Regions from separate parts of the Rattus norvegicus genome. Here region 2 is linked to region 1. A link is a contact called in public Hi-C data. All regions are on one chromosome and are shown on one strand. The core of a region is the stretch at or near the end of the contact, and the rest is flanking DNA. Distances in the headings are between cores, read along the strand shown.

Region 1 (7,528 bases), core at 3,105-5,604:
CTTGGATGTGGCGTTTTACATCCTGAGGCATCGACATGTAGATCCAAGTTCTTTGTTGTTTCCTCTTCTTCCTTCCCCTCCTCTTCCACTTCCGCCTCCCTTTTTCCCTCCTCCTCCTTTTTGTAGTGATATCTCATAGGTAGTATGTTCCATGAAGGAGTACATAAAACTGGTTTTCTCTCTAGTGACATTAAGAACGCTAATGGATCCATGGTGTTAGCATGGCTGTGTCTCTGTCACCCTTCCTGCTGAGCCAGTGCGCAGTCAGCTCTTGGCAGCATGCTGGTTGCACAAGAGAACAGTGGTTCTCAACCTGTGGGTTGCAACCCCTTTGGGGGTTGTATATTGTATATTTGCATTGTTTCATAAGTGGTAAAATTACATTTATGAAGTAGCAATGAAATAATTGTATGGTTGGGGGTCACAATAACCTGAGGAACTGTATTAAGTGGCCACAACATTAGAAAGGTTGAGATACACTAGAACTTGAAAAATACAAGTGTGTAGGCCCTGCCCTAGATGGAGGAATCCAGAAGCTACGAGTGAAGCCTTAACAATAGCATTCCTTTGTATTTGGGACTTAATATTTGTACAACTTTATGGAACTTGGTGCATTTACACAGTATGAAATAAAGGATAATAAAACATTTCCATCGCTAAGTAGTAATCGTGTTATGTGCTTGGAATTTTACTCTTCAGTCATTTGAAATGCAGCACAGATTGTCTTAACCAGTAGTTACCTAGTTGCTCTAGAAAAGAACCAGTATCTGCCACTCTGTGGTTTAGTGCCATACCCTCCGCCCTTTCCAGTCTCCAGCCATCAGATTCCGCTGTTCTTCCCCAAGACCACCTTACTAGTTTCCACAAATGATTGATAGCATGTCCTGTGTATTCCTGTCTGCCTTTTTTCACTTAACATAGTTCCCATTTCTACTCATGTTGCTGCAAATAGTTTTTAGTATTGACTTCTCTTGATGACTGAATAGAATTCTAGTGTGTAGTGATACCACAGCATCATCATCTGTTCATTCATTGGAGGGCATTGGATTGGTTGTGTATTTGTGAATGAATACTGCAATAAGAAATATGGGAATATAAGTATCTTCTAGTATAGTGACCTCAGCTTGGAATGTGTCTTACCTAGTTGGGGACTTCCATATACCCATTTGATTATTTCCTTTTTTGGTATTTAGTGGCTCTGTATTCTAAATATTGATCCATTGTTGAATGAATAATTTTCAAGTGTTTTTCCCACTCTGTACTCTCACTCTTTACTGTGTGAGAACTTCTTAGTTCATCGTCCCATTTTTCTGTTTTTTTGTCTGTGCCTTTGGGTCCTGTCATTAAACCCAAGTCATCCCCTGCATCACAACAAGATATGCATGCTTTCCTCCTGCTCCCTGCAGTGCTGTTATGATTTCGTGTTCTCTGTGTAGGCCTTTGCTCCACTGTCAGCAAGAGAATGGGATGCAGTGTTGTTCTGCTGTCCATGTAGATTTAATTGTTCCAGCACTGTGTAGTAAAAAGACTGCGTTTTCTTTGTCCATGTTTTATTTTTGTGGCTTTGGTGAATGGGTTGATCTCTTAATTTCCTTTCCAGCAATTTCACTGTATGGCCTGTGTTTGGAATCCTAGGGCACATGGTAATGATGTGGGAGAATGCAAGTTTGAGGTCAGCCATGGTTTTATACTAAGCTCAAGGGCAGCCAGGACTGCACAGAGAAAGCCCAATTTCTGTCTGCCTAGGCATGTTCTCCAGCTTTACTAAATTTATATATCACTTCTAACTTCTTGATGGGGAATTTAGATTTTTCTCTATATAAAATCATGCCACATGCAAATATGGATAATTTACCTTCTAGTCTAGATATTCTAGTTTCTCTTTCCTGGTACTTATGCTGCGACTCTTCAGTGCTGTGCTAAGTAAGAGTGGTGAAATGAGGTACCTTTGTGGTTCATAACCTTTGAGGAAATGCTTGTAGTTTCCTTGCTCGATGTCATATCGGCTGTGGGGTTTGTATACATAGCCTTTAGTATTTAGAAGACTTCCTTCTATATATCATTTGGTAACAGTGTTTTGCCATGAAAAAAATATTGAATCTTATTTCACACTCTTTGTGTACGGAGATGAAAATATACCACAGTCCTGAATTGTGATGTTGTGTTATACTTACTGGTTTGTATATGTTGAATCCTTACATTACATTTTATCACGGAGTTTGATCTTTTCCATGTACCAATAAATATAGGTCACGAGTATTTTATTGAGAAATTTTTATGATGTTTATAAAAATTAAGTCCCATGTTTATCCAAAATATGGGTCTATAGTTTTCTTGATTTTAGTACCAGGGTAGTGAGTGACTGGCATTCCATGAGTTTTACAAATGAATGTGATCATTGTGTTAGCTGTCACTAGATGGCGCTCATGAGCCCAAATTCTGTGTAATTCCTGTTCACCTCAGAAGAGATTAATCCCTAAAGAGAATTGGCAACTGGATTTGAGCAACAAGATTAATAGCTTTGCCTTTCAAAAGTCAGTTGTAAAACTACAGAAGTTTTTTCTCAAAGTCTTGCTCCATGGTGCTTTTTGTTTGTTTGCAAAATCCCTTTGAAAGCCTAGTGTGGCATCAGTTCTAATACCTGCTAGTACTGAGAATATTCTGTGTGGTTTGTTACTGTGTCCCTTGTAAAATCAAGCTGGAGGTTTCTGTTCCAGACCTTTGTATTGAGCGGCCCTTCCCTTTCAGCCATTTACAGTTTACACGTTAGCCTGCCCTTTTCATTGTCACATAATTGTATTTCCATTTCCAACACTCCGTATGCTGTGAGATGGTACAGAGGCCAGGGTGGGACTGTCTTGGTCCTGGTCATCAAAGGTAAGGCGCTGGAAACCAGGAAGCAGTGATCCTGTTGGGGGTGGGCGGTGGCCATCCAAACTGCCTTTGCTGTTTTGGGTGGGGATCGATAGGCAGTGGGAAGATGTCAAAGAAATGCTTTCTAAGCCCTAAAGAGAATGCAGTTAACTCATAATCTGTGAGCCCGCACTGTGGGCAAGATCTGATGTAATTTCTGTTTGTGTTTGTTTTTCTGTCACAGCACGTGCCCTTATAGTCGGCCTCCTTTTGGCTATGGAAATTTTCCCAGTTCAATGCCAGAATGTCTTGGTTATTATGAAGACAGGTACCAAAAACATGAGGCTATATTTTCAGCTTTAAATAGAGACTATCCTTTCAGAGACTATCCAGACGAGCACACACACAGTGAAGATTCTCGGAGCTGTGAGAGCATGGATGGGCCTCCTTACTACAACAGTCATGGCCACAGTGGGGAAGAGTATTTGAATCCCATGCCTCCGCTGGACATTGGAGCCTTGGAGAATGTCTTCACAGCCCCAGCATCAGCTCCCTCTGGTGTCCAGCAAGTCAATGTCACTGACAGCGATGAGGAGGAAGAAGAAAAAGTGCTCAGGAATTTATAGTTTAAAACAAATTTGCGCAGAAAATAAACATTTCTTAAAATATAATCTGGGTCAGTTGGTGTGAGAAAAAAAAGCCTAGAATGCTTTGCTGAGCGTTTTCAGCCATGATCTGAGGAGTCAGAACCAAGTGCCATTCATGTCTTCCTAAGTTCTCCTTAGTGACCCTGGACTCCCGGATGCCTCAGCGTAGGGATCTTAAAATCTAAAGTAGTTACTATCGTGGCTGAAATTTGCACCAACATGTGATAGCATTCCTTTATCTTGGAAAATTCGAAATACTGAAAGCCCCCGCGGCGTGGAGGACATATGTGAGTATCTATCTGCACAGCAAGTGTGATTAGCATTTTATCTCAGGGTACATTATTTTATTTTTCTGAAAAATTTTTGGTGTTTATATATTTATGGATGTTGTCAGTTTTTATGTAACATTTTGAAAATATTTTTGATAACTTGTAGACATGGACTAGAACTCAGTTGCTAAATTTAATTTACACTAATAACCAATTATAAGTTAAAATGTATTTTAATGACACCTGGGCAGTTCTTTCAGATATAGTCATTTCTGTTACTGAACATTTTGTCATCATTTTAACTCTTTCCCATTTGGTATGCATTGTTATATTGTTGTTGTAACTAAATAAACAGATGAAAATGCTCTCGTTAAATGTTTTCTGTTGAGAGGAGGGAGATGAGCGCTGGCTGGGGTGGTAGCTTCCATGCCACTTGCAGATACTTATCAGCCACCAGCAGAGTGGTGCAGAGCCCTGGTGATTCGTGTATCAATTACGTGTGTCATTGCTGCAACAAAATACCTAAGAAAAGCAACTCAAGGAAGGATTTATTTTGCCTCATGGTTTGACGGTGCAGTGCATCATGGGGGAATGCATGACGTTAGGACCATGAGGTGGCTGGCCACATTCCAGCTGTGCTCAGGAAGCAGCAGATGAATAGTGGTGTTAAGCTTGCTTCCTCTTTGTAAGTTGAAAACCCCAGCCCATGGATGATGCTATCCACATTTAGAGTGTGCCATCCCTTCTCAGTTAACCTGATACACAAAATTCCTCAGACATGCCAGAAATATGTCTTCCATGTGATTCTAGATCCTGTCAGGTAAACAACCAGTGTAAGCCATCACAGTTTGCAAGAGATTTGAAATTGTACCATAAAAGATGTGTATGTATATTCTAATGTTGTTATGCAAGTCTGCATATGATTTAAATAATCCTCAAAGGGGTTATTGGGTTCATCGGAAACCATGGAATTTACTTAAAATTCTAGACACTTGTACACTTAACTCACAGTGAAAACCAACGAAAATGCCATTTGTTTTGTCACAACTTGGCAAGCATCCATCTGCAAATGAAGTAGACCCCTTCGGAGTAGAGTAAGATGGCCGGAGCTAAGATCATTTTAAAAGATATCTACAAGGAAGAAAGTGAATTGGTGGGAAATTGCCACAAATCAGGACACTTCACTCAGGCACCTGTGTAAATTGTATAAACAGAAGTCTTCTTACTTCAACTTTATAAATGTGAACTTCCAGTGGCTGGATGTTAGAGGTGAGATTTTTTGAAAGAAGCCCGTGTTGTCGCTGTCTCATAGTTAATGGCAAAGTATTACTGCAAAGCTGTTGGGGAAAATGTTTGTTTCCTGAGGTAAACCTCTGAACATTTTTTAAGACTCAAGAGTATGTCCAGGAAAACTTGCTTTAGAACTTCAGATCGACTGGGAACCATAATCATCCCATAATGGAACAGAGTGGGGTTCAGGGTGTATCATTCAATGCTGGAATCCTGCAGCCTTGCTACTAAACTAAAAATTACTGTCGGTGATGTGTTTCAGCACCCTTAAGTTGTGGATAGAATGTTTTCACGTCTATAATTTTTTTCAGGTTTGATACTCTTGTGTGTGTGTGCACCCATGAATGCAGGCCTGGAGGCCAGAGGATGGCATGGTTATCTTTTTCAATCATGTCTCACTGAGCCCAGAGCCCACTGTCTCCATCTTACCTAGTTCTGGTTTACAGATGTGCACCCCTGCACCTAGCTTTTACATACGTACTGAGAATATGAACTCAGGTCCTCAAGTTTGCAGAGCAAGCAGCTTCCCCCACTGAACCATCTCTCCAGCTTTGATATTCTTTAATTGCTTACCACAGGTAATTTTGATGTAAAGAACAAATCCAGAATTCCTTGGATGATAAAAATATGTCATTTTATGTGTGAACTAAAGGAACATTATTATATAACTACCTATTAAACAGTTAATGTCTCAGAGAAATGTATACAACAGCTTGACCTGTTTTTTTTTTGTTTTGTTTTGTTTTTTTTTTGTTTTGTTTTTTTGGTTCTTTTTTTTCCGGAGCTGGGGACCGAACCCAGGGCCTTGCGCTTCCTAGGTAAGCGCTCTACCACTGAGCTAAATCCCCAGCCCCCAGCTTGACCTGTTTTATCCCATCTCACTTAAAAGGCTTTCATCATAGACCTTATCTTGCAGACAGATTGGTTGAGGAAATCACGGTGTAAAACAACAGAAAGGTAAAGTTCATAGTTAACTATCCAAATCACCTGTTTCCAGGGTAGCCTTTCACTTCTGATTTCTTCCACAGTTGTGTTTTAAAAGAATTATTATTCAGTGGTGATATGTTTGTGTGTGTGCCATTGTGAGCCATGGCAGTGGAAACCATGAGAGGGCATAGGATCTTATGGAGCTGGAGTCATAAGAGGTTGTGAGCCATCCAACATAGGGGCTAGGAACCGAGCTTGGGTCCTCTGGAAGAGCAGAAAATGCCTTTAACCACTGCCTCATCTACAGTAGCTAGGCAGTAGGTAGGATTAAGCAATCTCTTGATAACCTCTTCTCCATGCTGGCATCAGAGGTCAGGAGTTCAGGTTGTTTATAGAAAGAACCACAGTGTAAATTGGATTAGAAACCTGTGTATTACTTAGGCAAGACCAACCTCAGATAATCATGCAAGCCCACAAAGTACTCACACCTGTTCCCTTACAAGTTTCAAACCAAAGAATGACTAGAGAGGTCAGCAGATTAAACAGACACACCTACCCCCAAGGGTATCAGTTTATCACTAGTGAGGGAAATCCCAGTGTTCAGAGCCACACAAGCGGTTCCTGACTGACCGCCTCACTGTCTTGTTTGTTCTTGTTAAGGTGGATTTTGTTGGATTTGTTATGCTTCAGACGTCACTCAAAGTGTTTAGGACTCTAGACTTAAGTGCAGTATTTGAAAATTAAAAACCCTTTGTACTGCAAGGAGATAGGAATGGTGCCTTCCTGAGAAGCCAAGTTAGAAAGGAGAGAGGGATTTCCTCAGGGTGCGCTAATTAGACCCCAGCACTTCAGATGTTCTGGCTAAATTTGATCAGACAACTTTGGAAGCTGGTGTCATGAACCACTTGAAAGATAGTCCTCATAATGTCACCTTAGGGTTCCACACTTACTGCTTGAGATGCCTCTTTTGTTTTAACAATGTCTACTGACATCACCCAGTAAATACTTTGGAAAATGCTGGTAAGTGACTACTGGTGGTGAATTTCACACATGGATTCCAGCAATACTTACCTTAAGTGCTTGGCTAAACAAAAGCAGCTTCTGACCAAATTTTTTAAAAATTCTATCTAACAGTCTTCAAATATTAAAGAATTAAAACTTGTAATTATTGTAATTCACTGCCAGCTATTAAACAGGGTTTTTAATGAACAATGACAGTGTATCCAAGAATTTATGCAGGCAGATGTGGTTTTAACTGTCAATCAGCTGTCAGGAGAGTTCTGCCTGAGGGAAAACATTTGACATGTTTAAGAAAAATGTATTAGGGGAAGTTCACTGTACCAAGTGAAAGATTTCTTAAGGACATTTCTTTTCTTTTCTTTTTTTTTTTTTTTTTTTTGGTTCTTTTTTTCAGAGCTGGGGACCGAACCCAGGGCCTTGCGCTTCCTAGGCAAGCGCTCTACCACTGAGCTACATCCCCAACCCCTCTTAAGGACATTTCTGCCTGCTTTGACCATATTCACACTCCACTTTCCTCAGTTT
Region 2 (6,772 bases), core at 4,187-6,686, 190 kb after region 1:
TCTCCATTCTTGGGATGCTTTGGGTATGCGATGTAGGATTTGTACCTGAGGCGTCCCCAGTCGCTCTATCAGGGGGACCAGGTGAAGTGGGGCGTACTTGGCCTCGAGGCGTTTCATCCGGACTTCCAGACGCTCCCCCTCTGTGGACCAACAAAGGAACAGGAAGTGAGTGTGTGGTGGGGGTAGGGGGCTACTTCTCAGAGGACCTGACGCTGTCACTGTGTCCCTAAACCTGGAGAGCGTGTGCAGAACTTTCTCCTTGGTTCTGGAGACTGCGATGAGAGTTCATCCTGAGGGATTGGTATCTCCCACGAGCTTGGATCAATAACAGACTCATCCGTCTAGTGAAATGGTGCATTCCCTGTCACTCAGGAAGTTCGAGGCTAGATCGAGTGACACAGGAAGGCTAGCCTAGAAGAAACAAGGCTTGGATTGAGGAGGGGACAGGCAGATCTCAGGGGATGGCTGGCAGCCGGTTTCACCAATACAGCGAACTCCAGGTTCAGTGACAGACCCTATCTCAAAAAAACAGGCAAAGAGATCAGATAAAGGAACCCAATTAGAGAGCCACTCCCAATCCCTTAATGTTTTCACAGGCATCCAAAACACTATGCTCCTTCCTGGATGGCTGGGTTGATGGGGATTAGGAAGTGAGCAGAGGGAAGTGGGGGATGTGTGAGGACCTGAGTTGGAATCTCCAGGAACATATAAAAAGTTGGACCACGTAGTACACATCTGTAAACCCAGATTTCCTATGGTAAAGGAGGTGGAGACGGGAGACTTCCTAGAAGTTTTCAGGCCACCTAACCTGGCACACGTAATGGCAAACCACAAAGAGGCCCTGTCTCATACTGAAAGCTGAAGATGTCACTTGGGGTGTCCCCTGGCCTCCCATGGCACATGTGTGTCCATACTCACACCAATATTCTTGTAAAGCGAGCATTAATCAAATGTAAGAAGGCTGTCACTGCAGCTGGTGGTTTCTTACCTTTGATATAGACCCGAGGCAGAATGTTTTGGAAGGGTGCGGCATGGAGCAAATCACAGACTTCCTCTTGAGACTGCAGAGATTGGGGGGGGGGGGAGAGAAAATGATTGTCACATTAAATTAGAATTCACTCCTAAAATCTCGACCCCAGTTCTGCTGGCTCGAGTGCTCAAGTTCTGGGAATTCTTAACAGCAGTGGTAGCTTGCTGGTTTCTTCGAGTCTACTCATCATCACAATGAGGACAGGCTGTAGTGAGGACAGAGAAAGTCCATAGCCTCTTACGCCTAGCTCATGAGAGCCCAAACCATTTTTACCCATCACCATACAAGGATTTTGCTGAAGGATTAAGATGAATGAAGGTTAGAGGGCCTGGACAACGCTGAGGGCTACCTCACTCTGGTTGGCTGGTCATGAGGTCTACAGGAATAAAGAAGATAGCTGAGACACAGTGGAGGGTGGGGTAGGGGAAGCTGTCTCAGTTGGCAAGGTGCTGGACCTGAGCCCCAGCACGTATGTAAAAAGTCAAGCGTGGTAATCTGTGCATATAATCCCGGCACTGGCAAGGCAAAGTTAGATTCCTGGACATGTTGGCCAGCTAGCCTCGTACACCCAGTGAGCTACCTTATCTCAGAAATAAGGTGGACTGCTCTAGAGGAGTGATGTCTGAGGATCACTGGTGTGTGTGTGTGTGGGGGGCACATATGTACATGCACATGTGTGTGTATGTGTGTGTGTGTGTATTTTGGTGAATCCTGGTTATCCAGAATGGCTCTGAGCAAATGTCTGTGTCGCTGGATCAGTTTTCATCATAATAGATAACCAGCAAGAGAAGAGAACCTAGAACGTAGGTTTTGCTGAACACAGGTTACACACAAAAGGAAGCCTGTACCACAGGGATGGGAGGGTACAGTTGATTAGGGTTAAAGGGAAGACTTGACTAACAGACTTAGTTAAGGACCAGCCTCTGATTGCTGATTTCAGGACAAGGCGCATGAGGGTCGGGGGGCAGCTGAAGGCCCCCTCTACTGTGTGTCTCCCCCTCCTTTCTTTTGTGGGCACCACACGAGATGAGATCCAGGATGTAGTCAAACTTAACTCTTAGGAGTTATAAGAAGCAGAGGAAACTCAGGACTAGAGGGGCTCTTGGGCTGACTCTAACACCATCTGGATGGAGCCCTCCCATCCGGGGCATCTGGAAGAGCGGCAACGAGAGAGGAATCCTGAAATATCTTCAGGAAATTGGAGATCGAATCCCTTCCGAGTCCCTCTTTCGGCATCCCTGCAGGTGGCACTCCTGACTGTCCCTCGGATGGTGATTTTCCTCTCTGTTTATCGTTTGACTCCCATCTGTTGTTCTACGTCTCTTGACTCTTTCCTTGACTCTTACTATAACACTATCCTTCCTTAAGGGCCATGAGGAAGCATTTCTGTTTTTCATCTCACTCCCAGCAATCGCTTATGATTAAATGCCTTGCAGACGATAATTTATCAGTACTCACCTATGTAGGTAAATGCTTGCTACCCCACGTGAATAAATGAAGCCGTCTGTCCACGTGATAGTTATCCGAGCATGAGAAAACTGCCACCCATCCCTCCATTCACCCAACAGATATTTATAAAATACCAGGCACGGTTCTAGGCTAGGCGGACATGATGTCGAACAAGTTAGACTAGATCTGGGCTCTTGTGCCATTTAAATCCCTGTAAAGACTTGTGAACACAAAGAAAATGTCAGATAGTGATCGCTCAAGAGAGGGACCAAGAAGGAGGCAAGAACTAATTTGGGTCACTTAGAAAATTCCCTAGGGAGGAGTAAAAGCTGAACATAGGACAGACATGGAGGAAGGTAGCCACATAGACTCAGGTGAGCGCATTCCAGTGCGAAGGCCGTGGGCGGCCAACAAGCTGGAGTAGAGCCACAATGGGGCTCACAGTATACCCTGCATGACATCATGTGGGGCCCAATGGCATGGGCTGAGTGTAGATTGCGTTCTCCGTAGAGAGGAGATATTTAGCTTATTGCAAGCACACTTGACCCAGTCACCACAGTCAGTCACTCACAGTCTTTCTTTCTTATGAAACATTCTCTTGCCCTTAGGGGTGTTGCTAGAAGGCTGTCCACACCTGAATCATCACCTTCTACTCCGTTCCTGTGGATAGACGATCTTAGGAACAACCCGAGAGCTCAGAGAAAGGAAGAGATGGCTCTAGACGAACAACACAGTAGCTCAAGTTTATTTTACACAGGAAACTTTGACTCTCTGCAGGAGATGAAGCCCTCTCTGCCCAAAGCTTGCAAACTAGAGGCTCAGGGACTCTTGGATGTGGGTACCCTGCCTGCCTGCCTGATTTTTACTTTATAGTGCTGTTTGGCCATGGAGGTTGAGAAGGCGATCGAGGAGCGTCCTTCTGACAGAAAGCAGGAAGGTCCGGGAGGAGGAACTAAGTGTCCATTTGTATGAGGAGGTGGCTACACACCTTGTGTGGGAGAGACTTGCTTGCTGTTCATTAGCTGAGATCATTGCCACAGATACAAACAGCCAGTGGGCAGACAAAGGCCTGTGTGAAGGGCAGAACAAGCTTCCATTGTGGAGGCTGGGCTGACGGCTGGCTTCCCTCTCCTCTCATCAGTATCTCAAAGTATCTATCAGGAGCCTAGCAGGCCGCTCCCCACTGGACAAGGTCCTTTCCTGGCCTGTGAATTCCACCCAACACTGGTCTTAACACATGTCCCTGGCTCTGTGTCCACCACGGAAGCTTTTTCTCTTCTCCAGCATGCTCTTGAACCCACCTCTCTCCTCAGTTCAGGGAGTTCCCTTTTTCTAGCTTTCAATTCCAACACCACCCCCTGAAGGATACTTCTCGAAGGCCCTTGATCCCCTTACCCACTGTGGCATTAAGTGTCCTTTAAGAATCATATTTGTGGGGTTGGGGATTTAGCTCAGCGCAAGGCCCTGGGTTCAGTCCCCCGCTCCGAAAAAAAGAAAAAAAAATCATGTTTGTTCCCCTTTCCAAATTTGAGCTCAGTCTGTGTTTTATACAGCACATGGTGATTGAATACGTACCTCTCACTGTAATCCAACCTCCCTAAAGTACAGACAACCTTCCTGTACAGGTTGGTCTGCCTTTTTTGCTACCCCACCAAAACAGGAGCACAGTGTTGGTTATATAACACGTGATCACTAATCACACAATAAAAGCTGAATGTTGGGGGCTGGGATGTAGTTTAGGTGATGGCGGGCTTGTCTCCAACCTAGTGAGTGGGAGGTGGAGGCAGGAGGATCAGGAGTTGAAGGCCCTCCCTGGCTACATGCCAATGTGGACTGCAGGAAACCCTGTCTTCACTTTTTTTTTTTTTAAGTTAGGTGTGTAGGCATGTGAGGGATAAGAGACACATTCGAATCTCTCTCGAGTTTGGGAGTTTGGGTCTTCCTATGCAAGCCTGGAAGTTTCTCTCCATGACTGATGGAAATAAGTTCTTTTCAACCTGAACTATGAAATATTTTTAACAAATGCCTCATTTAGTAAATTTTCAGGTTTTTTTTCTACCCTGTATGTATATAATAACTATATTTTCTTCATCAACCGCGTGTAACTCTGAAAACTAAATTTACAGGAAAAGACAACGGAAACAACTAACGTGGAATTTTAAAATCAAAAGCCTCCGGTATCTGTGAGCAGCCGACAGCCAGGAGTGCTGTTCGCGTAGGTGTGCTGATAACAGCATTTGGTTTTGTTTTAGGCCACACGCGGGGCACGTCACAGACACAGAACAAAAATATAAATATTATTAAAAAAAAAAAAACCCACTGCTGTGATAACACAAGGGCACAGGCCTCAGGAGTGGGAGGTGGTGACACTTGTTGCTGTTTCATAAGTGTGACTGTGCAACTGTTATGAATCATAATACAAATATATGTTTCAGGCAGCCCCTGTGAAGGGGTCTTTTGACCCCCAAAGGGCCCATGGTCTGAGAACCACTGCTCTAGGAGCTTCCAAGCCCCTCCAGTATCTGCCATATATATATATTTTTTTTTCCAAGACTAGAAAACTGCTCCATTTATTCAGGTCTCACACTAAGCTGCAGAATGAACTCACCAGCCGTAGTCCGTGCTTCCGACGCAAGGCTAATCAATGACCCTGCGAACACTGACTAGGGACCATTGTATGTCTTGTACAGAGGTTCAATACCATCCAGGAGATGAAAAATACAGTACCACACACTGAGCGCTAGGACGGAGTCTGGGCAGAGGGGATTTAAGCCTTTCACCCACTCAGCAGTAGGACAGAGTATGCTCCAGGCTCTGCAGGGTGCTGGAGGAGTAGTGAGTGGGGCAGACCTGACACACGGTCCTTCTAAGAACAGAGGAGGACACAAGCCAAGTGGGAATTCTGTACGTGCGTCAGTTGGGGTGCATATAAGGGCATAGCAATCTGCAGCCATGTTACTGTGGCCACTGAGGTCAGGACAGTTCAAACCAGTAGTGAATCACAGAATTTAGTCACTGTGCTAGCAGGTTCCTGGAGGAGATGCATGCGTGTTATGGTGACGGTGACATGAAGCCAGTGACTCTCAAGGACAGTAGGATCTGGCCCTGCGCTGACGCAGACCTGTAGAGAATGAGCCTCAGTTTATCTAGCCATCTTCACCTGCAGACGTAGCCATGTGGCTAGACCTCGGAGCAGAGGGAGGCGATGGGAGGGCTGGTGGAGGGCCTGTGGGTCAGGGCTGAGTTTGAATTTTCAGTACGATGAAGTTTTAAGGCAGAGCAATACAACTGAACTGGACTTGTTTAAAGATTCTTTTGATGTTCCCTGGAGAAACTGGCTGTGTCGTTTTGTGGCCTACCACTCTACCTACCCACCACCCAAATCAACCACCACCGCCTTCTCATTCTTTCCTGTGTCTCAGGTAGTTAAGGCTGGCCTTGAACTCAATACCTAACCAAAGATACCCTTGAACTCTGAATTCTTTTGCTGCAGCTCTCCAGGTGCTGGGGTGACAGGTGTGTGCTGCTACACCTGGCTCCATAAAGCTTCCTTTTAGCATGCTCCTGCCTCAGCTCTGCCATGAAAAAGGCGTGGCCGTCAGAGGAGTTATGTGTAAGTATTTCCCCATATTGAGCACAATGAGAAAGGATTTGGTTTGTTTGTTTGTCTGTTTGTTTTCCCATAAAAGTCCCCAAAATGGAAGGCAAGTCATCTAGCTGTGACCTGGAACTCCCTGTAGGTCCCAGATGGCCTCTTTCTAATCTGGATTGAACAACTCTGCAGTCCGTTAGGATTTTCTTGCTCTTGACTTACACTTTTTCTTACACTTTTCTTACACTTCCTGGTAAAGAATCAGATAGCTAGGGCAGAGTTCAGTATTAGCAGAGGCTTGAGTTTTACAAACGAGACAGAAGTGGCTCAGAGGTACATGCTACCAAAGAGAACCTCCCATGTAATGGAGGTGGCTGGAAGAAACACAAGTTTTCATCACTTCCGCCTGTGTCTTCCTGCTGTGTTTTAATTGATATAACCACCCACGGCCTCTTTTCCTGACTTTTTTGATTCCTGGTTGGTTTTTCTTTCCCCTCCTCCATTGCTGCAGGATGACTAGCCTTAGACCTTCCCTGGAAAGTCAGGGATAGTCTGTCACCGTGCTTGTCACTGTTCTGAATCACAGACGAAAGCCAGGCCCCACTGCTGTGCAAATTACCTTCAACACCAAGCACCGAGATCAGCTAAGGGTAAAGACTTCTCACCAGCACAGGAAGTGTCATCAAAGTCTCATCTGTTCA

What was found. A called contact is a pair of places that touch in the nucleus more often than the background predicts.
Region 2: a contact with region 1 is called in a Hi-C map of the A7r5 cell line, with 4 times the contacts expected there. The contact joins two enhancer-like sites. A contact is called at or near these places in 11 of 12 Hi-C or Micro-C datasets (the A7r5 cell line, the Rat2 cell line, Schwann cells and 7 more).

Annotation. Positions count from the first base shown.
Region 1 is chr10:30,944,282-30,951,809 of GRCr8, forward strand. It overlaps Sox30 (SRY-box transcription factor 30), which reads left to right. Exons shown (of 5, transcript NM_001427190.1): 5 at 3,098-4,134. The coding sequence ends at 3,479. Among named protein-coding and RNA genes, the nearest start is that of Sox30, 28 kb to the left of the region's middle. Within about 2 kb of position 4,355, at least 1 of the 93 cell types and tissues checked has an H3K27ac peak or open chromatin away from gene starts, as enhancers often do. A contact at or near this core is called in the A7r5 cell line, where this site is marked.
Region 2 is chr10:31,135,330-31,142,101 of GRCr8, forward strand. Cyfip2 (cytoplasmic FMR1 interacting protein 2) reads right to left here. Exons shown (of 30, transcript NM_001106996.1): 26 at 989-1,061; 27 at 46-140. It overlaps LOC134480683 (a long non-coding RNA gene), which reads left to right. Exons shown (of 2, transcript XR_010055338.1): 2 at 1-6,772. Among named protein-coding and RNA genes, the nearest start is that of Fndc9, 27 kb to the right of the region's middle. Within about 2 kb of position 5,437, at least 27 of the 93 cell types and tissues checked have an H3K27ac peak or open chromatin away from gene starts, as enhancers often do. A contact at or near this core is called in the A7r5 cell line, where this site is marked.